3 separate regions of the Zea mays genome follow, and regions 2 and 3 are each linked to region 1. The links are chromatin contacts, called in public Hi-C maps. All regions are on one chromosome and are shown on one strand. Each heading gives the region's core, a stretch centred on a gene start, on an enhancer-like site or on the middle of the called end of the contact. The rest is flanking DNA. Distances are from core to core; before and after follow the strand shown.

Region 1 (3,344 bases), core at 299-2,798:
TTGCATTGGGAGGTGCAGTAGACCTTGTCAGCTGCTTTCGTGCATGGAGCGAGACGTTGCTATCCTCATCGTGACCGCACCTCACGTCAGATCACTCTGGACAGTTTGCAGCAGGAGCCGCCATTGAAAATTGATCAGCAGTACAGGAGTAAATAGTAAAATACAAAATAAAAAAATAAAGCTAGAGTCGTGGCAAAGTTGCCATACCAGCAGGAGGCAGCTCGGTCATATGAGTAAATAAATTGGGGTCGGCGCCAATGCTCACGGTGCCGACCCCCTGACACGTAACGTAAGTGCCAACTTATTGATGGAAACGAGATTTTGGCGCCATCTATATTGGAGTTGAGATGTGTGACCTCGGTGCCAATAATGATGGCGCCGAGGTAAGGATCTATTTTTTGAATTCAAACTAGGAAGGACGTAGTTTTGAAAATCTTTCTTAAAAGGACAAAAAAGCAAAAAAGTTGGATATATATGCGCGGCAAACGGACAAGAGTGGACGTGATGGGCTGAACAACGCAAGGGCACGGTGGCGTACGACACTGGGAGGTATAGGTGTACATTCGGGCCGTCCGGCCCGGCCCGGCCCGTTTGAATTTCGGGTCGTGCCGGGCCGGCCCATGGGCCTAGCCCTCGGCCCATGGCCCGACCCGTAATTGCTTAAACGTGCCGGGCTCATTTCGGGCGGCCCGAAATTATAAAAGTCCGAAATTCACATTACGACCCAAAATTCAATTTTTGGCCCAAAATTCACATTAGAGCCCTAAATTCAAAAAATAATAAAACAGATAAAAGATAAGACAAATAAATTTGAACAAAATCAAACTTAATGTTTGTATTAAAGTTACCATAGCTATACAATGACTACCTTGTTTATAAATTATTTTGTTAGAAGGAAAAAGAGTATAATCAGCTCTATACAAAGTTCATAAGTTCAGTTTATTGTCTAATGTTTATAAAAAAAGCAAAGTTACATCACACACTCTAATTCAAAGCTACAAAAAACATCTAATTAGCATTATTTCTAGCTTTGTGTTCTTTATCAAGTATATGAAAGTGTGGAATGAAGTGTGGTTTTAATAAATATATAGGTCTTTTCGTGCCTCTATATGGGTCATTTCGTGCATACTTTAAACGGGCCGTGCTCGTGCCCGCCCATGGGTTGTGACCTTGACCTAAACCCGGCCCGGCACTAAATTATTTCGAGTCGTGCCGTACCTGGACCGTGTTTTTTTTCATGCTTCAAGTCGACCTACCAGACCCGACCCAAATGTACACCTATACAAGTCGCGAGCCGAGCACGTCGAACGTCGCACGCCGCAGCCCTGCCCGCGGAGCCCACGGCACGCCCTGCCCGCAGGTGCGACGCAACACGCATCAGGCGCGGAGAGGCGATGAAACCGTGGAGCGCGCGGAGGCCTCCAATAAACGGTAATGCGCGAGGGTCGAAAGGCCCAAGGACTGAAGGACAGCAGCGGTCACAGGCTTCCCCATCCAGCCATTCTTCCGTTAATGCTCGGCCCACGAATCCGAATAATCCCCATCCTGAAAGAAAATAAGGACAAAAGAAAACAAAAGGAAAAAGGAAAGGACAAGTGCTCGAGGTTCTTGCTCCGCTCTTCTTTCTGCTTGCTCATCCCAGCCCCAGCCCACTGAAACTCTCGAATCCGCGGCCGCCCCCTCCGCGATCCCGACGTCCGTCCGCCTTGCTCGAACTCGACGCTCTCTTCTCCTCAACGCGCTGCACCTCCCCCCCCCCTCCCGGGGGGCGGCGCGGCCACCGGGGCCCTCTAGCGCGGCTGGGCTGATTAGGTGGAGTAGAATGGAGGCCCGGCCGGAGTGGGATCTACGCAAGATGAGGGAGCTGCGCTTCGTTGTGTTGCTTCTGGTGATATCCTTGCCGTGCTTCTCTGCATCCGATCGCCAAGGTACTACTGCACTGCCCTATCATTCCTCCAAGGTGACGCTCTCGTCAGCCATCGCTTGCCTCTGTGTCCGCATGAGCGTGTTTTGTGTACCTGTTAGCTGAGCAAACGGGAATTTAGTTGTGTATTGTTAAACTGCTGCTGTATTGTATAATAACCAGTGTTTTAGAGGGTGTTTGGTTTTAGAGACTAATTTTTAGTCTCACCATTTTATTCCTCTTTAGTCATTAAATTGTCAAATATGGAAACTAAAATAGAGTTATAGTTTCCATATTTTGCAATTTATAGACTAAAGTGGAATAAAATGGAGGGACTAACAATTAGTCCCTAGTAACCAAACACTCCCTTAGAAAGCGCTAGGTACTAGTTGGGTGCCGAGCACCTGGGGAGCAGTTAGCCTGGCTATGCAGCTGCTAGGCGGGCAATTTGGCGTTTGGGCTTCGTAGGAGTGTGTCTCCTAGCGCAAAGGCGCCGCCTTGATAGGCCAGCTGTCTGATTATCGAAATCGCGGTTGGAATATTTATGTATTGACATTTGCTAGTGGTATATGTGAAACATAGATTAGCTTATACTTAGATACTTGATAATAATGATACCACATGTTTCTGCAACCGCAATCAGCTCACCGTAGCATTTAATATGGGTGTACAATGATTTCATACAAAGCACATCAGCATGATCATTAATATTAGGGAAATTTGGATCCATACCATTAAAAGATCACCACTTTGGATCCATACCATTACTATCTCACTTACATGTGGGTCCACATGAGTCAATGACATGTGGGGTCCATGGTATATATCTAAAGTTTGGATCTTTTAATGGTATAGATCCAATTGTTCCTTAATATTACCTGAACAAACATGGGAATTAAGTCATATAACTGTGGTGGTCTATATATATGGCAATGTTCACATTAAAACAATAGTGTATGGACTTGTATCTAGGAGAAACCTTGAGGATGCATATAACTGTCAACATGATTCTCTTGGTACAGCGTACCAAACTACCAATGCTTATATGCCATCTTTTTTTTCTGTCTATCTGTATCCCTCAATGTTTAAGGTTTGGTTAACATGGAGAAACATGGTTAGTTTAGATTCCTAAAAAACATGTTTTTTTTAGATTCCTCAGGGATAATGTAGGCATTTAAAGAAAAGAGGAAAACATAATCTTCAATGGCCGATTGGATCTCTTGTTTACAAAACTCAAGTACCTTATCAAGACTGAATAACTGACTATGTTTTGCAGGAGATGCTTTATATGATATGAAACAAAAACTGAATGTTACTGGCGGTCAGCTTTCAGATTGGAACCAAAATCAAGTTAACCCTTGCACATGGAATTCTGTTATTTGTGACAATAACAACAATGTTATTCAAGTGTAAGTGGGAGCCCCTGCACCTTTCTTTGTAT
Region 2 (3,344 bases), core at 400-2,899, 430 kb before region 1:
CGCCTAGTTTATGCCTGGTTTGGGCCTGTAATATGTCCTCTGTCCTATGGGCCCGCAGCCGGCCCACCATCTCTACAGTAAAAAGTAGAAACATTGTGTTGCCCTACCTGTACCACACCAGCCAGACAGTAGCCGTCGCCCCTTCTCCAGCGTGCGGCTGCGCCCCCTCTACTCCGGCGGCCCTCTACTCCATCGCGGCCCTCTGCTCCGGTGGCCCTCTGCTCCATCGCGTGGCTGCTGCAGAGGCCTCTACTCGAGCCTCCACCCTCCAGTGTGTGGCGCCCGCCTCTACTCCATGCCTCCACCAGAGTCCACCCTCCAGCGCGCGGCTGTCCTGAACTTCGGAGTTCACAGTTCAGACTTATTCACAGTTCAGACTTCCTAACCACTCCAAAGAACATTAGACTTCTTTAGAGTTCACAGTTCATAGTCTGTTCTGAACTTCAGACCGAGATGAGCATCTCTTCAGACGGTAATCCCTTTGTTCTTTTGCTTATTCACTTGTTCAGCAGTATTGTGCGTGTCTGCTACAGCTATAGTGTATTGTTGTACTGTAGTCCTGCTACAGCTATACACGCGCGCGCACGCGCACACACATATGGTCTTGTTATAGGTGGACGACTATAGGACGATTAGGAGTCGACTAGGCTCGACTAATCAAGCAAATCAATGACTAATCGCGATTAGTCACCTTATCGGTGCTCAGGCGACTAGAGTCGACTAGCCGACTTTAAAACCTTGAATCGGGCTCTATTTCTATTCATTTTTGAAGTAAACTTAATTAATGGTTCAAACAAATTGTGAAGAGACATTTGGATCATGATGCATTACCACACTAAAAGCAGTACCAAATTTCGGCGACAAGCAAACCATGCATTCATTTCGAGTTCGACAAAGCGATAAGCAGTGTAAACAAACTACATCACCGGTCGAAACAAACACAATGGTAAAACGCACAAGATGCCCAACGGATACCTTAACAGACACATCAAATACAAAGAAATGATCCAGAGAGTGTTCAATGCAGTGTAGAAAGAAAAGAAACACCCACGCACGCCTGGCGTTCGACGAAATGGAAAGATAAGCACAAAAAGGAAAACATGCCGTACCTTGATGCCAGGGAACGACATGCCAAGCTCCTCCTCGGGGATGACGACGGGCCACTTCTCCCCGCCGTCGCGGAACATCTTCTCCGTATCGATGAGCCGGCCCCGTGCGACGATCTGGTCCCGGATGCCCTGCGCCGTAGCTCCCTCAGCAAAGACGATGGCCTCTTCAGCTCCGGTGAAGTAGGTCACGAGGACCCTCGGAGGCGGGAGAGTCGGCTGCGACTTGAGGTCCGTGGACGGAGCTGGGGAGGGGAGGCGGCGGAGCTCGACCGAGCAAGCCGGGTTGGAGTCCTTGGCCTTGCGGCCGTTGCACTGCGCGAGGAGCTCCACTGCCGCCGCCTTCCGCGGGTCCAGAGGGCAGTACTCCACCACCACCTTGGACAGGAACTTCAGCATGCTCTTCCTCTCGCCACTGGCCCCGACGCCTTCGTCGTTGCCGCGCACTCGCCGGAGCCGCCTCTTCGCTCGCTGGAGATTTGGTGGCGGCGCGAGGTTTCGTGCCTGTATGCTGAGGGTTGGGCCAGCCCCAAACTTGTTTATGGGTCGGGTCACAAGTAGACGCCTCTTGAAATCAGTCGTATTAAATTTCTAAGGGCTAGTTTGTCATATTTTCTCACGATATTTTTATTTTTTAAGAGAAATTAGTTTATTTTCTCTTGATAAAATATAAATTCTTTGGAAAAATAGAATTCCCAGGCTAGCCTTAAGAGTATGCCTAACGGTTTTCAAACTCTACTCTAGACTAGTAAGCTAATTGTATAACAAATCTAATCTAAAATACAATAAAGTGATCGAGATAATGGGAGTACAAAAATTTGAATCTTTATTTCTTATCTTAATCTCTGAAATCGTGCTAACACTGAAATTAATAGAAAATGAACATACACATTGTATTGTTTTTCAAGTGTTGATACATATTAGATGTATTGTTACCCTCTCTTCATCAAGAAGCCTCAATACTCTCAGAAGGGGATCGACAATATTTGACTGATATTCGGTATTGAAAAATCCTTGTGCCTGGTGGTGTTCATACACATTGTGTGCAAATGCCCATTTATCACGAAACCCTTGTCCATATTATTCGAAGAGATGAGTTCTCATCTTCATCATTAAAGAAGCCATGGAATGTCTCCAAAGGGCCCATGATATCAGCATATCCACACCAAATATGATCTTTTGTAAATTTATCAGAAAGGTATAGCAATGTGAAAACATGCAAGGTTGATTGGACAGACATGAATGTAATCTCATCTCAAGGGGACAATGGGAAATAAGAGGGGGCACCACAAAAATAGTATCTAAATGCTTTTGTAGACACAAGTCAACTTCAGATAGATGTTTTTCATTCACAACCATAAATTACATCAGTTTTCATTAAAAATTGAGTTTCCACATACACAACCCTAAACATTGCATTAAGTTTGGAATTGGAATATGCAGAGTAGGGATTGGAAAGATGGTCTTGGTCCTCTAAATTGGTATTTCAAGCAATGGCCAATGTTTAGTTTTTTATACCATTCGTTGCACAACTTTATCATTTCTCACCTCAACACACATAGAATAAGAAACAGATAAAAAATTCATATAAAGCTCACTGAGAATTTTCTTGACAATTATTGTATCTTTTGTAGAAATGCCAATTAAAATTTAGAAGATCCTTCTTTTCAAAATCAGAGATTGTACTTACCCAGTTACCTTGTACTGTCGGCTTGCCACTGGAGATTGGGGATGGTTGGACATAACTGCGCACTAGGATTGGGGAAAAGAACTGGCCACTGGCATTTCCAAACTCGCCATTGGCAAAGAGATAGTGGTGTCTTCCTCCTTCGCCTCGTGCCCGTGGCCTATGGAGTCATGGAGGCGGGACAGCGCAACGGGCAGAGGTGAGAGGTAGCCAGTAGGCGCAATGCAGAGCAAAGGTGACTCAGGCTGTCAGGCGAGGTGAGTGGCGGGCGGCGTGTGCAGCGTAGGGAAGAGGTGAAGAGCGACTGTGCATGTGTGGTTGTGCCCTTGTGAGCAACAACGGTGCGAAGATGCCAGACATAGGTGGGCATCATGCTGCGTGAGTGAGGGAGGAAGGATGATCCAAATAACACTGACCATTGGATATGAGTGATGAGGGGAGGGAGAGAGGGCGATCTGAACCGTTGATTTTGAGGGTGTGTTATTTGTGGGTGCAATTTGTTTGGTGTACGTAGGGAAGCTTATAGGTGTGAGGGTGATTTGGTTGGGTGG
Region 3 (3,344 bases), core at 370-2,869, 280 kb after region 1:
TGCTAAGATAAATAAGTTATATGCAGTAATAAAGGTCAAATATAGATGGCTAGTATTGTTTACAGTACAAAACTGAGCCACCAACTACCACAGTTCCCTTGAAGGTAATTAGGTAATAGTTGATCTACCTATCGACATTGAAAAGAGACCCTAGATTTACAGCCTTGAGCCCTTGACATACTTGGTAAGCTTAACATTAACATTGTCATGAGACACAGCAGTAACATATGTATAAAAATAAACAATTAGGAATGGACCACAAAAAATAACAAATACGATACCTAATTTAGGCCAATACAGACATATAAGTATACAGCTAATATGGCAACACAAGAAGGCAGTAGTGTGTTGAAGTACCTCGGGAATTTCATCAGTGTTAGATTCAGAACTATTCTTTTTATGATTGTTTGCAGATGCCCAAGCATGGTTCAACAATGTCTGGGTTGTGATGCCAGAGTTCCTATCTTCGATATAAGAGATGATACTCGAAGGGAAGTGAAGCTGCAAGCCACATTAGAGTAGTGTTTTCCCCCTTCTCTAAAGCAAGTATATGAGACACAAAAACAAGAGAGGCAAGTGTGTCAATTTACCTTGGTTATGTTGACTGTAGGGAAGGAGATCCCAAACAGGTAACCCAGCATGACACCTACAACTGCCGAAAATATGAGCCGCATTCCCTCATTCGATCTTGGCATGCTGTTAATAACAAAAATTGGCAGTAAAATTACGATGAGTGGCACCGAGGACATAAAATTGCCCAACATTAGGTACACTAGCAGTTAAATCTACAGACTGAACAAGAACTGCTTATGAAGTTTGTGGATGTGGTAGTGAACATACCTACGGCCACTGCCATTGAGAGGCTTTGCCATAGGAACTGCAGAAGTTCTCCCAGCAGGAACTTAATATTAGCTCAACAGCACAAGCAGTATTGACTATCCACGGAACTTGCCCCGCTGCAGTTGTTGAGCCAAAAGAGGGAGAGAGAAAGAACAAATCAGATCTTCTTGCCAAGCAAGGTATTTTGCCGAACAGAGCAATTATTAAGCAGGGTACGATGCTGAAAAGGGGGGGGAAACTTTTTTGTTATTTCTGTCAATAGACGCGTATAGACTTGAGAAGACTAAGAAGTCGATCTCGAAGCCATGACCAACTTGCGACTAGTCTAACAAGAGACGCGTATAGACTTTGAGATTGAGACGACCGGGACGGAATCTCGCAGCAAAAATTTAAATTTTTATGCAGTGGCGAGGAAAGATTTGGACTTGCACCGTCCGGACAAATCACGACACGGTGAAATCAACCCGGGCATACCAATTAGAAGAAATCAGCCGGAAAACGGCAGGATCTCCGCTCCTCCACCGTAGAAGGGCAGCAGGGGAGGACCAACCGAGTACTAGGACGGCTGCCCGCGGTGGACGGTAAGGAAGGCAACGCGACGGCGAGACGGCTTTGTTCGGGCGGAGGCAGAGGGCGCGGCGGGGAGACCGAGGGCCGCGTGCCGGCGGCGTGCTTGACGGGGCGATGCAAGTAACTGGGTAGAGGCGACTAGAAGAGGACTAGGCTAGCATGTTGTATGTATGTATTTGGAGTTTTGGACGATGCAAACACCGCAGCCTACAGAGAGGACGATGCAGGTGGGCAGTAATGGAATTTGGGATTGTTGAGCTGGGCGCAGCACAGGATCTGGTTGTCCCACACATGGCAAGCAATCATTCACAAATCACCACCACGCCCTATCTGAGCTCTACGGTTCTACCCTTGTCAAAATGCTCTAACATTGTGGCATCCTCTCCTGTTTCCCCGGTGTGCTGCGCTATCGATTTTTTCCAAATGCATTCCACGGATCAATAATTTATACGATCAAATAAAAGAAAGTTTTTTCGCGTCCGATTTTAGTAACAAAATTATATAATTTCTTTACTCGGTAAACCAATAGGTTCAACGGTCGTCGTGTGTCAACCCCATTAAAAAAACTTATATTTTTGTATAATCAACTCGTGGCCAACCACACGAATCCACGACACGTATAGGATGCTTCTCCTCAATCTCATCATCCCAGCAAGTGCCCGGGCGAAACTGATGAGCATGCTTCTCTAGATGTAAAACCCCAAATCTTTGGGATTCAAGAAATTTTTGTTCAATAAACATAGGTTAAATTGTCCTTAATACATGTTTTTCTACTTTGGAGTTATGATCTTAAAAATAAATAAGGATAGCATTAAACTTCGATGACTCAAATCTAGATTGGACTTTTTAAATTTTAAACATAATTTTTAATCTCAGAAAAATAAATAATAGGAGGATTTAGCTTGTCAAAATATAGCAATAATGAGACTCCTTCCCTTGTCTTATCCTTTCGCTATTTAACTTTACTTTGCAGCTACCAATTTCAGTTAGAAGTAGGAGTTCCGATACTAATTTCGTTCTTTCAACGAAGGAATTCGAGGGCAGCTTCTCAAAATATAGGAGTGCTATCATATCGCATCCCAACTCTTCTTCAGCATTAAGGATCTGCCTTACTTACTGAATTACTTACGAAATCTCTTTCATTCAGACAGGATCTACGCTTTACTTTCGACTATTTATTTGAGTGAATACTCCTTTCATCAATATTATATTTAGAGACATTTATTAAAGTAAGTAATAAATAAGTAAAAGAAACTTTGCATCCATGCCGAGATTTTAATTTGTGCATCTAAATTGGCTTGAAGTTTGAACTATATTTATAGGTAATTCGAAATTTGAATTCAAACTTGATTTGAAATTAGGAAAGTGAAAACAGAAAAGAAAAAAGGTAAAGCCGACCCGTGGGCCGAATCCCTCTTCCCGACCTAGCATACAACGGTAGCCCTTAACACCGCGGCCCATTGGCGCGTGGCAGCCCACTCTTATGACTGACGCAACGGGCCCACTCCTCAGTTCGGGTCTCGCGCACATACACTGGACGTCGCTTACAAGTGGGGTTCGCCGGTCGATCGCACGCACACACGCCTATGTCACCTACACATGGGACCCAATCGTCAGGGGCTTCTTTAATACCCAATTTGTAATACAAATATTAAAGGAGACATTATTTTCCTTATATGTGCCATCTCTATTTACCATCACATGTGAACAATCTTATCTAAGTATGAAATTAGCCAAGAACATATAAATAACAAGTGCATCATGTTGGAGTTTATTTGATTGTGCATTTGAAAATAATAACAATGATATTAATAAAATACAATGAAGATTTGAAATAAACCCCAAATTGAAATTTAGGAGAATTTGGAAAATAGGAAAAGAGGAAAGGAAGAGGTATCATACAATACCAGATAAAATTATAAATAAATAACTTC

The links. A called contact is a pair of places that touch in the nucleus more often than the background predicts.
Region 2: a Hi-C map of ear shows a contact between it and region 1, with 3 times the contacts expected there. The contact joins the promoter of LOC100276733 here to the promoter of LOC103626910 in region 1. A contact is called at or near these places in 7 of 25 Hi-C or Micro-C datasets (ear, leaf and tassel) and 1 of 3 datasets of contacts at active chromatin or transcription factors (leaf).
Region 3: a contact with region 1 is called in a Hi-C map of ear, with 2.0 times the contacts expected there. The contact joins the promoter of LOC100273464 here to the promoter of LOC103626910 in region 1. A contact is called at or near these places in 3 of 25 Hi-C or Micro-C datasets (ear, endosperm and tassel).

What each region holds. Positions count from the first base shown.
Region 1 is chr5:134,528,216-134,531,559 of Zm-B73-REFERENCE-NAM-5.0, reverse strand. It overlaps LOC103626910 (LRR receptor kinase SERK2), which reads left to right and starts at 1,548. Exons shown (of 11, transcript XM_008647260.4): 1 at 1,548-1,928; 2 at 3,180-3,312. The coding sequence starts at 1,823.
Region 2 is chr5:134,963,132-134,966,475 of Zm-B73-REFERENCE-NAM-5.0, reverse strand. LOC100276733 reads right to left here and starts at 1,649. Exons shown (of 2, transcript NM_001371574.1): 1 at 1,110-1,649. The coding sequence starts at 1,505.
Region 3 is chr5:134,249,006-134,252,349 of Zm-B73-REFERENCE-NAM-5.0, reverse strand. LOC100273464 (lysine ketoglutarate reductase trans-splicing protein) reads right to left here and starts at 1,619. Exons shown (of 14, transcript NM_001156498.2): 1 at 1,315-1,619; 2 at 841-956; 3 at 591-696; 4 at 358-501. The coding sequence starts at 872.